Linked DNA regions of Sus scrofa: region 1 is linked to region 2. Evidence: chromatin contacts called from public Hi-C data. All regions are on one chromosome and are shown on one strand. Each heading gives the region's core, a stretch centred on a gene start, on an enhancer-like site or on the middle of the called end of the contact. The rest is flanking DNA. Distances are from core to core; before and after follow the strand shown.

Evidence for each region. Hi-C and Micro-C count contacts between places; a contact is called where the count stands out from the background.
Region 1: a Hi-C map of embryonic fibroblasts shows a contact between it and region 2, with 4 times the contacts expected there. The contact joins the promoter of PDK2 here to the enhancer-like site in region 2. A contact is called at or near these places in 3 of 5 promoter capture datasets (fetal skeletal muscle, liver and skeletal muscle), 31 of 47 Hi-C or Micro-C datasets (adipose tissue, alveolar macrophages, blood and 16 more) and 2 of 2 datasets of contacts at active chromatin or transcription factors (alveolar macrophages and skeletal muscle).

Annotation. Positions count from the first base shown.
Region 1 is chr12:26,269,888-26,275,898 of Sscrofa11.1, forward strand. PDK2 (pyruvate dehydrogenase kinase, isozyme 2) reads left to right here and starts at 4,675. Exons shown (of 11, transcript XM_021067148.1): 1 at 4,675-4,932. The coding sequence starts at 4,815.
Region 2 is chr12:26,201,671-26,207,138 of Sscrofa11.1, forward strand. No RefSeq gene overlaps it. Among named protein-coding and RNA genes, the nearest start is that of DLX3, 21 kb to the left of the region's middle. Within about 2 kb of position 1,496, at least 15 of the 83 cell types and tissues checked have an H3K27ac peak or open chromatin away from gene starts, as enhancers often do. A contact at or near this core is called in embryonic fibroblasts and omental adipose tissue, where this site is marked.

The sequences.
Region 1 (6,011 bases), core at 3,425-5,924, 71 kb after region 2:
TCCACCCAGAACCCTTGCCTGCGACGCTTCCTCCTGGGGTGCTTCAGGATGAAGCTCACGGCCACAGCATGGGGCAAGCTCTCCACCGCCTCCTCTGTGCTAAGGTGTCCCAGCCACACAGACATGAGGGTGGAGCAAGGCCACCTTCCCTATGACTTCTTTGTCCTGACCTGTGGCACAGGTCCTGTGGCGGTGATGTTTGGCAAGACAGAAGTTTGGATGTGACCACTCAGGGGCGCCTAGAGGCAGCTCCTCCATTTGACTCATCAGAGCCCACAGACCAGATGCTGGTCCCAGGGCTCCTCCTGGTGTCTGCCTCCCTGTGGCTGCTGTCTGCCCTCCACCTGCTCGAGGGGAGCCTGCCCCCTCACTTTCTGGGTTGGGATTTGTCACCGATTGACAGTAAAATGTCCATGTCCTCCAGGAAAACCCCAGCCCCTACCTAGACCTTTGTTTTCCAGAACCCGGGTTGTTCACGGAGTCAGGAATACACACATGTGTGTTGTCAAAGCCCAGCTCAGGCTGAGCAGGGCTCCCGCCAGCTCAGTCCAGTCCTTTGCAGCCACTTCCTGCTGAAGAAAAGCGTGGGATCTAGACATCCCTCTGGCCAGCTTCACAGGATCAGCCCCACCTCCTGTGAGCAGCTGCTTGGATGAGAACACACACACAGTGCACCACACACACACACGCATGTGACAACAAGTAGGCATTTTCAGGACTGGGGCGGCCAGACTTTCATGAAAGAAACAAACTGGCAGTGATGCCAGCAATGCCCACTTTACGGAAAAGGACCCTTTATAATTGCAAACTTCTTGAGCTTCTTGGAGCGGCAGCATCTCCAGACTGTTTCAGAAGAGGGTCTTGGCTCTTTTGTCATGGAAAGAACCCATAAGGGACTTCCTGTTGTGGCTCAGTGGTAATGAACCCAACTAGTATCCATAAAGATGCGGGTTCAGTCCCTGGCCTCGCTCAGTGGGTTAAGGTTCCGGCGTTGCAGTCAGCTGTGGTGTAGGTCACAGATGCGGCTCAGATCCCACATTGCTGTGGCCATGACATAGGATGGCTATGGCTCTGATTCGACCCCTAGCCTGGGAACTTCCATATGTCCTAGGTGCGGCTCTAAAAAAGAAAAAAAAAAAAAAATAGAGGGAGAAGGAGAGAGAGCCTATAAGGTCCTCTGTCTCTCCTGGGCACCGGGCTGGATTGCGCTTCCTGGGCCCCACCTGGTTGGATGGTGCCACGTAACTCATTCTGGCCAATGAGTTGTCAGCGGGAGGGAAGGGACTCTGTTCTGGGCTGAGACCCTCAATTCTGCTTCTCTAAACTGCTGTGGAAGCCTGTGTTGAGAAAAATCGGCTGTCAGACTCAGTCCCCGAGGGCTCCCCCCACCCCACCAAGCCATGTTGTACATGTAGCGGGAAATTTGGGAATGTGGGGGGGTGGGGTTGTTAACTTCCCATCACCTAACCTAGCTTGATACCTCCAGCCCTGCTGTTACCCGCCCTGAAGCAATCTCTGCAGGAGGAGTTTGATCCAAGCACAGAACCCCCGTTATGGAAGCCTAGCTCTAAGGGGAGGACCGTGGGAAATCTCATATCTGTCTCTTACACCCAGCCTCAGGGTTTCCTTTTACTTGAAGGTTGACAGTTAATTGTCTTTTTGTTTTCTGGGTTTTTTTTTTTTCTTTTTGGAGCCACACCCAAGGCATGTGGATGTTCCCAGGCTAAGGGTCGAATTAGAGCTGTAGCTGCCGGCCTACACCACAGCCACAGCAACACGGGATCTGAGCCACATCTGTGACCTACACCCTGGCCACGCTGGACCCATCACCCACTGAGCGGGGCCAGGGATCGAACCCACATCCTCATGGATACTAGTTGGATTCGTTTCCACTGCACCACAACAGGAACTCCAATAATAGTTTTTGATGTGGTGGTGGTTTTTGTTTTTCGGGGTTTTTTTAATGGTCGCACCTGTAGCACATGGAAGTTCCCAGGCTGGGGGTCGACTCCAAGCAGCAGCTGCTGCTGGCCTGTCACAGCCACAGCAACGGCAGGATCGGAGCCGTATCTGCGACCTATGCCATAGCTCAGGGCAAAGCCAGATCCTTAACCCACTGAGCAAGGCCAGGGATTGAACTTGCATCCTCTATATCAGGTTCTTAACCCACTGAGCCACAACAGGAACTCCCAAATTTCACAGTAATAGCCATAGCTGCCGTTTATTGATATTTACAGTGCACCAGGCACAGGGATCCACTTTTTTTACATATAATATTTCATATACTCTTCCAGGCACCTTGAAGACCGCATTCACCAACATCATCCATGGTCTAACTGCTGGTTTGGCGGTCCTCTCTGATACCGCTGTGGCATGTCTTCCCCGGGGACCCCAACTTCTTTTTTCACCTTTTCTCTTCAGTGTGCTGGATGCAGCGCCTGGTGTTGGAGACAGAGCCGTGAATCAGACCGAGATAGCCCTGCCCTCCAGAAGCTTAAAGTCTCTTGGGGAGACAGAGGAACAGATGATGACACTTCGTGTAAAGGAGTTAAAATGGGTGTTAGATCGGGAGATCTAAGGAAACTTTGGAGGGAGCCCATAACCCAGCCGGGCAGGTCAGGGACCTGAAGACTGAGTAAGTGAAAGTGAGAAGAAAGAATGATCCAGGAGTTCCCATCGTGGCTCAGGAGTTAACGAATCCGACTAGGAACCATGAGGTTGTGGGTTTGGTCCGTGCCCTTGCTCAGTGGGTTAAGGATCCGGCGTTGCCATGAGCTGTGGTGTAGGTTGCAGACGCGGCTCGGATCCTGGATTGCTGTGGCTCTGGCATAGGCTGGTGTCTACAGCTCCGATTCGACCCCTAGCCTGGGAACCTCCATATGCCACCAGAGCGGCCCAAGAAATGGCAAAAAAAAAAAAAAAAAAAAAAAAAAAAAAAAAAAAAAAGAAGAAGAAGAAGAAGAAGAAGAAGAAAGAATGATCCATACATAAGAGACAGCATTTGCAACAGCACGGAGATTGGAGACTGGTTCAAGGCAGTGGATCAGTGTGGCTGGGAGTTGAGCAGGGGAAATGTGGAGAGATGAGGCTGGAGAGTTAAGCCAAAGCAGACCATGTGAGAACTGGAAAGGCTGCAGGAAGAAGTGGCGAGCCAGCAACAGGCTATGAGCAAGAGAAGTAACACGGTCAGAGCTGCAGTTGAGAATGACCTCTGAACCTGTTTCCTCATCTACAAAATAGAGATAATAATAGCACAATAGAGCTGTCCTGAGAAGTAAATGAGATAATGAATGCAAACAGTGCTTGGCACATAGGTTATTATTCATTCAGCTAAGAGAGTCCCCTTCATTGTGAGGCCTTGCTCATAGCTCTGCATAGGCTATAATCATATTCTGTTATAACTATTTATTTATTTATGCAGCTCTCTCCCAGACTGAGAAATGAAACGATCGAAGGAAAAGGCAGTGTCCCAATCTTGTCTCTTTCCCTGTCCCAGCACAAAGCCTAAAATTTATTATGCCATTGGTGAATGTGAGCCCACGACTGAACAGCGAAAAACACCTCAAGGGGGTGGGGGGAGAAGCGAGGGACTTACCGCTCTCGACCACAAGAGGGCGCGCGCTGGGTTCCCACGAGAGAGCCGGTTGGCTGAGGAAGGGCGGGCTCTCCGCCTCCAGCACCAATCATCTCCCAGGACCTTTCTCTAAGAACGCTCAGAGCGAAAAAGGTTGCTTTCTTAGGTCCAAAGAGAAGAGAATAAAAAAATAAAAGTGTTTTGGGAGTTTCCCTCGTGGCTCAGCGGAAACGAATCTTACTAGCATCCATGAGGATGCAGGTTCGATCCCTGGCCTCGTTCAGTGGGTTAAGGGTCCGGCGTTGCCATGAGCTGTGGTGTAGGTCGCAGACGCGGCTCGGATCCCGAGTTGCTGTGGCTCTGGCGTAGGCCGGCAGCTACAGCTCCGATTTGACCCCTAGCCTGGGAATCTCCATGTGCCGCTAGTGCGGCCCTAAAAAGACAAAAAAAAAAAAAAAAAGTTTTTTGAAAACTTCATTGTAGCACTGATGGTAAGGGTTGCCTCTGCCGCCTCCAGGTGTTAATTAGGAGGTTGACTGACTTTTTTAACTGGAAAAGCAACATGCCGCCTTTTCATGAGCTGCTTGGATCTTTGTGATACGAGGGACTGACGTGGGCTCGCATCCAGATCCCGAAGTTAGCAAACATTCAATCTGAGTCACTGTCATCTGAATTGGGAACCCACTAGACCCCCTAAGGGAGAGCAGATGGGAATCAAGATAGGTGAATCGGGACACTTTGGGAGGAAATGGGGTGCGCTGACAGCTACCGGAACAATCTCAGAGACGAGACGTGAAGGAGTCTGAGGAGGGAGCGGGGAAAGGAAGGAGTAGAATAGGTATGGGAATAACGAGCCTCTGGGAAGGGAGGGGTTAACCCCTATGGGCGGGGAGGAGGAAGGGCGGGGTGACACCCGGGAGGCGGGCTCTCCGCCCGGCCTCCCGAAAACAACAGGCCGCTCCGGGCAAACACGGAGTTAAGGGGGCGGGCCCAGGGGGCAGCCACGTGCCGGGGCGAGAGGCAATTGGCTCTCCGGAAGTTGTTTGTGAGCGGCCATTGGCGACGTCGGGGCGCCGCGACGAGCCGATTGGCCGGACTCGGAGCCCCGCCAGGGCGGTGGTGGGGAGGAGGCGGCCTGGGCGGCGCGGGACCCGAGTGGGCCAAGCCGAGCGCCAACGCTGCCCGCGCGGGGTGCGGAGCCCGAGCCCGAGCCCGAGCCCGAGGCGCGGCCGCCGCTGCCATGCGCTGGGTCCGCGCGCTACTGAAGAATGCGTCCCTGGCAGGGGCGCCCAAGTACATCGAGCACTTCAGCAAGTTCTCCCCGTCCCCGTTGTCCATGAAGCAGTTTCTGGACTTCGGTACGAGGGGGCGGGAGGCGGCTGGCCACCGGGACCTGCGGGGGAGGGGGGGCTGGGGGGGAGGAAGGCGTCCTGGCCGTGAAGGGTTAACACGGAGGTTGAGAGAGACCGAGTGACGGGAAGGGTTGGCTTGCAGGGGTCCAGGCAGGAGAGGGTTAACGGAGAGGCCGGAGGCAGCCGGCCTTAAAAGGGTTAGGGCACCCCGGCTGGAGAGACTAGGCAGTGGGAAGTGGGGGCGCTGAGGAGGGATCGGAGGTATCTTCTCGGGCTTTGTGAGGGGTCTTGGTGAGGAAGGGGCAGTGAGGCGGTGATGTTAGGGCTGGAAGGCACGAAAGGGTTCCTGGGGTTGTTCTGGCGATTCTAAGAGTGAGGGTCAGAGAAGAAATGGGCCGGGATGCTGGTGGCTGTAAGGAGGCAGGGCTGGGAGGCACAGCCATCTGGAAGGAGACCTGTGCAGGGCAGACGTGGAGGGGTCAGTTGGGGGCAGGGGCTCTCTCAGATGAGTCAACAGGAGGGACACCCTGACCAGTACACCTCCGCCCACTGAAGGAGCTGCCCTCCAGCTGTCCCAGTGGGCAAGGACACTTGAAGATCAAATCTGCTGTGGCCTGGCCATCTGTCTCCAGCTGGGCAGGGGTCTGGGGCGCTGTGAGGTGCAGTCGGGTGCCTTGTACCCACCCTTGGCTGCCCCTGGGTTCTTGTGCCAGGGTGGCCTAACACCCCCCACCACCACCACCATTCTGGGGGTGGCTCTGGAGCCAGAGCAAGGCTGTGCCAACGTGGTGACTGAAACAGGCATTGTGTGGTCCCTGTCTGTTCCCACCGTGTTTCCATGGTGCCAGCTGGGGATTAGAAGGGGGGGTGCCCCTTCTCTCAAGAGTTGAGGAGAGACAGTGCCTGGCTCAGGTTACAGCTGCGTCACTGATGGCAGGCGGGGGAAGGTGGCAGTCAGGACACGGGGCACCTGTTCCCCAAGACCTGTCTGCCTGAGCTCCTCCCGTGTAGGAAAGCCTCCAGAGCCCCCTCTCAACCCCCTGCAGCTGCCCAGCCCGGCCTGGACCCCAGTTACAGAACTGTCA
Region 2 (5,468 bases), core at 246-2,745:
TTGGATCCAGCGTTGCTGTGGTTCTGGCATAGGCTGGTGGCTACAGTTCCGATTGGACCCCTAGCCTGGGAAACTCCATAAGCCATGGGTGCGGCCCTAAAAAGACAAACAAGAAACAAAAAGCAAACATGGGCTGAATCACTCAATGGAGGTGACAGAATGCAGTTATGCAAAGCCTCTGAGGTCTTCAGAGGGAGGCCCCATGGATCCAGGGGAAGGCAGGGTGGATGCTAGGAACGCACCTGAGAGTGTCCATGTGTCTGGGCAACTGCCTTCAATTGAATGGGAGGACCCCCTGGACCAACCCCAGTCTGCTCCTTATGCACCGGAACTCTAGACTCAGGGCGGCGGGCGGGCGGGCGGGGTGGGGGGGGAGGTAACCTACTGAGCTCACCCTTTGGACAGTCCAACACCCACCCCCCCGACCCCAAATGACTTCCTCGGCCAACAGCCAGGGAGCCCTATCCTCTGGAAGAGTGCCAGCCACTGTTCTGCCTCTCTTCCCTCTCCCCTCTCTTCCTGCCCCAGCTTCCCTGGCAACTGGGAACCCCCTCTCTCATCCCAGCCCTGTGCCTTCTGACTCACAGTGCAGCTCAGCTGGAAAGCATCTGGCCATGCCCATGGCCCTGGCATCTGGCCCGTTGCCCTGCCCGAGGAGCACCCCTCCCTCACACCTTCCAGGCAGTTCCTCCATTAGAATTCTGTCCATTGAAAACTTCTCCACTCCCCAGAAAATCCCCTCTGATAGGAGGGGCTGGCAAAGCAGCCCCAGCCCCTGTACACAGTGCCAGGTGGAGTGGGAGAACCGATCTTATCAACTCATCACATTCCAAACATTCCCCGTGGGCAGGGGAGGAGGGGTGGCCGGAAGAGGAGAATGCTGTGACTTCAACATCCTGTGTCTCTGTTTGCTCCAGTTTCTCCCCCCCACCCCCACCTCCAGCCTGGGGCTCAGGTCCCCTCCATGTGCCTCCCAGGCCCTCCCACCTTGGACCCCATGTGCAGCTCCCCATCCTTCTCTGATCTCTTCTGGAGTTCCCCCAGAGCCTCCTGCCAAACGGCACAGGACCAGAAGTGAGGGCCAGCTCCTCCACCTGCCTCCACCCCCACCAGGCTCAGGCTCCCTTCCTCTCCTGCTGGAAGAGGAGCGGCCTGCCCACCTTCTTTACAGAGGTCTGCAGATATTTGGACGAAGTGGTCCTTTCCCTAAAACACACACACACATCCCTCTGCCCTGTGGCTACCTCCCAACTCCTGACCAGAGAGCAGTGGCTGAAGGGGGCTGGGATCCAGGATCCTCGAGTTTGTTTTTGTTTTTGTTTTTAATCTTTCACCCTTGGCACATGGAGGTTCCCAGGCTAGGGCTCCAATCGGAGCTGTAGTCGCTGGCCTACACCACAGCCATAGCAATGCACGATCCGAGCTGTGTCTGTGACCTACACCACAGCTCACAGTGAAGCCAGATCCTTAACCCACTGAGTGAGGCCAGGGATCGCTCAGATGCTAGTCAGATTCGTTTTCATTGAGCCACAGATGTGAACTCCAGGGAGCCTCGAGTTTTAATTCTGGCTCTGACACTAACTTATTGACCTGAGGCTTGTTGCTCCTCTGCTCTGAGCCTCAGTTTCCCTGAGGAATGACAGGAATGGACCGGGGTCTCATGTTGTAGGGCCTGAGGGGAAGACCAAACTACCCCTTAGACTAGACCAAGGTTGGTGGAAGACATGGAGGGAAGTCATTACAATGGTGCCCCCTTCGGAGACAACTCCATTTTCGTTTTGGAGTGAGGAGTAGGCAGCTCCCAGGGGCTCCCCTCTTCCAAGTGGGCCCCATTCCAGTCCCTCTGAACATTCTCTTATCAGAAAAACTGTCCAAGGAGTTCCCGTCGTGGCTCAGTGGTTAACGAATCCGACTAAGAACCATGAGGTTGTGGGTTCGACCCCTGGCCTTGCTCAGTGGGTTAAGGATCCCACGTTGCCGTGAGCTGTGGTGTAGGTCGCAGACGAGGCTCGGATCCTGTGTTGCTGTGGCTCTGGCATAGGCTTGGCAGCTACAGCTCCGATTGGACCCCTAGCCTGGGAACCTCCATATGCCGCGGGAGTGTCCCTAGAAAAGGCAAAAAGACAAAAAAAAAGAAAAAGAAAAAAGAAAAATTGTCCAAAAAAGAAGTACCATGAAGAATATTTCCAAATACACATATGAACACACACATGCACATATGCATATGCATACGCACATAGCCTACATCAAGCTTAATGGTGAGCCACTGAAAGCTTTCCTACCAAGATCAGGAACCAGACAAGGATCTCACTATCACCTCTTCTGACAACCACTACACTTGGGAGTCCCAGACAGGGCAATGAACAAATAAAAGTTATAAGAATTATAAAAGGGAGTTACTGTTGTAGCTCAGCAGGTTAAGAACCCAACTAGGATCCATGAGGATGGGGGTTCGATCCCCGGCTTCACTCAGTGGGTTAAGGATCCAGGGTTGCCATGAGCTGAGGTGTACATCACAGATGTTGCCCAGATCCTGTGTTGCTGTGGTGTAGGTCAGTAGCTGCACCTCTGCTTTGACCCCTAGTCTAGGACTTCCATATGCCACAGATGTGGCCCTAAGAAGCAAAAACAACAACAACAAAACACACGAAAAAAGCAAAACCAAAAAACCTCAAAAAAAAAACCAAAAACAATTTAAAAAAATCCAAAACAAAAAAAAAAAAACATTAAAAAAACTATCAGTATTTCTTTGGGGGTGTGAATCATTTTAATATTTTATGAATGAAAAATGCTTTAAATTATACAGTGCTTTACAATTTTCAAAAGTTTCACACACATGATTTCATATAATCCCATAATAACACTTTCCCCATCCCAATTTTTTCCCTTGCCCTTTCCCTCTCCCCAGTGGTAACCACCAGTTCTCTATATCTGTGCTTTTTGGTTTTATTCGCTAGCTGTTGTACTTTTTAGATTCCACATATAAATGATATCATATGATATTTGTCTTTGCCTGACATTTCATTTAGCATAATTCCTCCCAAGCCCACCTATGTTGCTTCAAATGGCAAATGGCAAAAATTCATTCTTTGTAATGATTGAATAGTATTCCATTGTATGTATGCATACATATGTGTGTGTGCATATGTATATATATGCACATTTTTATCCATTTATCTGTTGATGGACATTTAGGTTGTTTCCATACCTTGGCAATTGTAAATAGTGCTGCAATGAACATTAGGGAAACTACCTATATTTAGATGAAATAATGGTACGGAAAAAATCTAAAAAATACACAAATTATTACAATAAATAAGTGAATTTAGCAAGGTCGCTGGACACAAGATCAGGAAAAGAAATCAAATGTTCTTCAACATGTTATAATGTACCATTAGGGAAAGGAATTTAAAAAGAGGATCATTTACATGCCAAGAAATTATCAAACACCTGCCTAGAAATAAATCTAGCAAAAGAGAGCAAGATCAGTCAATACACAGAAAACCACAAAACATTGTTGAGAAATACTTTAAAATCCCGAATTAACAGAAGGGTATACTATGTTCATGGATTGAAAATCTAGATATTGTAAAAGTGTTCATCCTCCACAAATCAATTTATAGATTCAATGCAACCCCAATCAAAATCTCAGTAGGAATGTGTATGTTTGTGTGTGTGTAAATTGATAAATTGATTCCAAAATTTATGTAGAAACACAAGAGACCAAGAAGCGCCAAGACACTCTTGAAGAAGAGCAAAGCAAAGAGATTCTAGTGCCAGATATTAAGCGAGTGTGGTAGAAGTGCAAAGAATGACCAGTAAACAAAAACAGAACCCCAAAACAGATCCACGCAAATATGGCCACTTGATTTTTGACACAGATGATATTGCTATGCTATACTGGGAAAAGAATCTACCCAAGTCAATCTATAGATTCAGAGCAATCCCTATCAAACCACCAATGGTATTTTTTCACAGAACTAGAACAACAAAAACTTTTTTTTTTTGTCTTTTTGCTATTTCTTTGGGCCGCTCCCGCAGCATATGGAGGTTCCCAGGCTAGGGGTCGAATCGGAGCTGTAGCCACCGGCCTACGCCAGAGCCACAGCAACGTGGGATCCGAGCCACGTCTGCAGCCTACACCACAGCTCACGGCAACGCCAGATCGTTAACCCACTGAGCAAGGGCAGGGACCGAACCCGCAACTTCATGGTTCCTAGTCGGATTCGTTAACCACTGCGCCACGACAGGAACTCCAGAACAAAAAGTTTTTAAATTTTTACGGAAACACAAAAGACCCCAAAGAGAAAGCAATCTTGAGAAAGAAAAAATGGACCTGGAGGAATCAGGCTTCCCAGCTTCAGACTTTACTACAAAGCTATAGTCATCAAAAAACTATGGTATTGGCATAAAAACAGGAATACAGATCAGTGGAACAGCATAGAAATTCTAGAAATAAACCCTTGCACCCATGATCGGTTAATACAGCCTCCACAAAGGAGGTAAGGATGTACAATGGAGAAAAGACGGCCCCTTCAATAAATGATGCTGGGAAAACTGGGCAGTTACATGTAAAAGAATGAAATTAGAACATTCTCTAGCACCATGCACAAAAATAAACACAAAATGGATTAAAAATCTAAACATAAGACTGGATACTATAAAACTCTTAGAGGAAAACATAGGCAGAAACTCTTTGACATAAGTCGCAGCAGTGTCTTTCTTGATCCACCTTCTAGAGTAATGGAAAAAATAAACAAAAATAAACAAAAGGGACCTAATTAAACTTAAAAGGCTTTGCACAGAAAAGGAAACCATAAACAAAATGAAAAGACAACCCGCAGAATGAGAGAAAAAATTGCAAATGGAGTGACTAACAAGGGATTAACTCCAAAATATACGAACAACACACGCAGTTCAACATCAAAAAAACAAAACAACCCAATCGAAAAATGGGCAGAAGATCTAAACAGACATTTCTCTAAAGAAGACATACAGATGACCAAAAAAACACATACAAAGATGCTCAGCATCACTCATTTTTAGAGAAATGCAAATCAAAACTCCAATGAAATATTACCTCATACCAGTCAGAATGGCCATCATCAAAACATCTACAGACAGGAGTTCCCACTGTGGCTCAGTGGAAACGAATCCAACTAGTATTCATGAGGATGCAGGTTCAATCCCTGGCCTTGCTCAGTGGGTTAAAGATCTGCTGTTGCTGTGAGCTGTGGTGTAGGTTGCAGACACAGCTCGGATCTGGCATGGTTGTGGTGTACACTGGCAGCTGCAACTCCGCTTGGACGCCTAGCCAGGGAATTTCCATATGCTGTGGGTACAGCCCTAAAAAAGCAAAAAAAAAAAAAAAAAAAAAAAGCCTACAGACAATAAATGCTGGAGAGAGTGCGGAGAAAAAGGAACCCTCTATGCTGCTGGTGGGTAAACTGGTGCAACCACTATGGAGA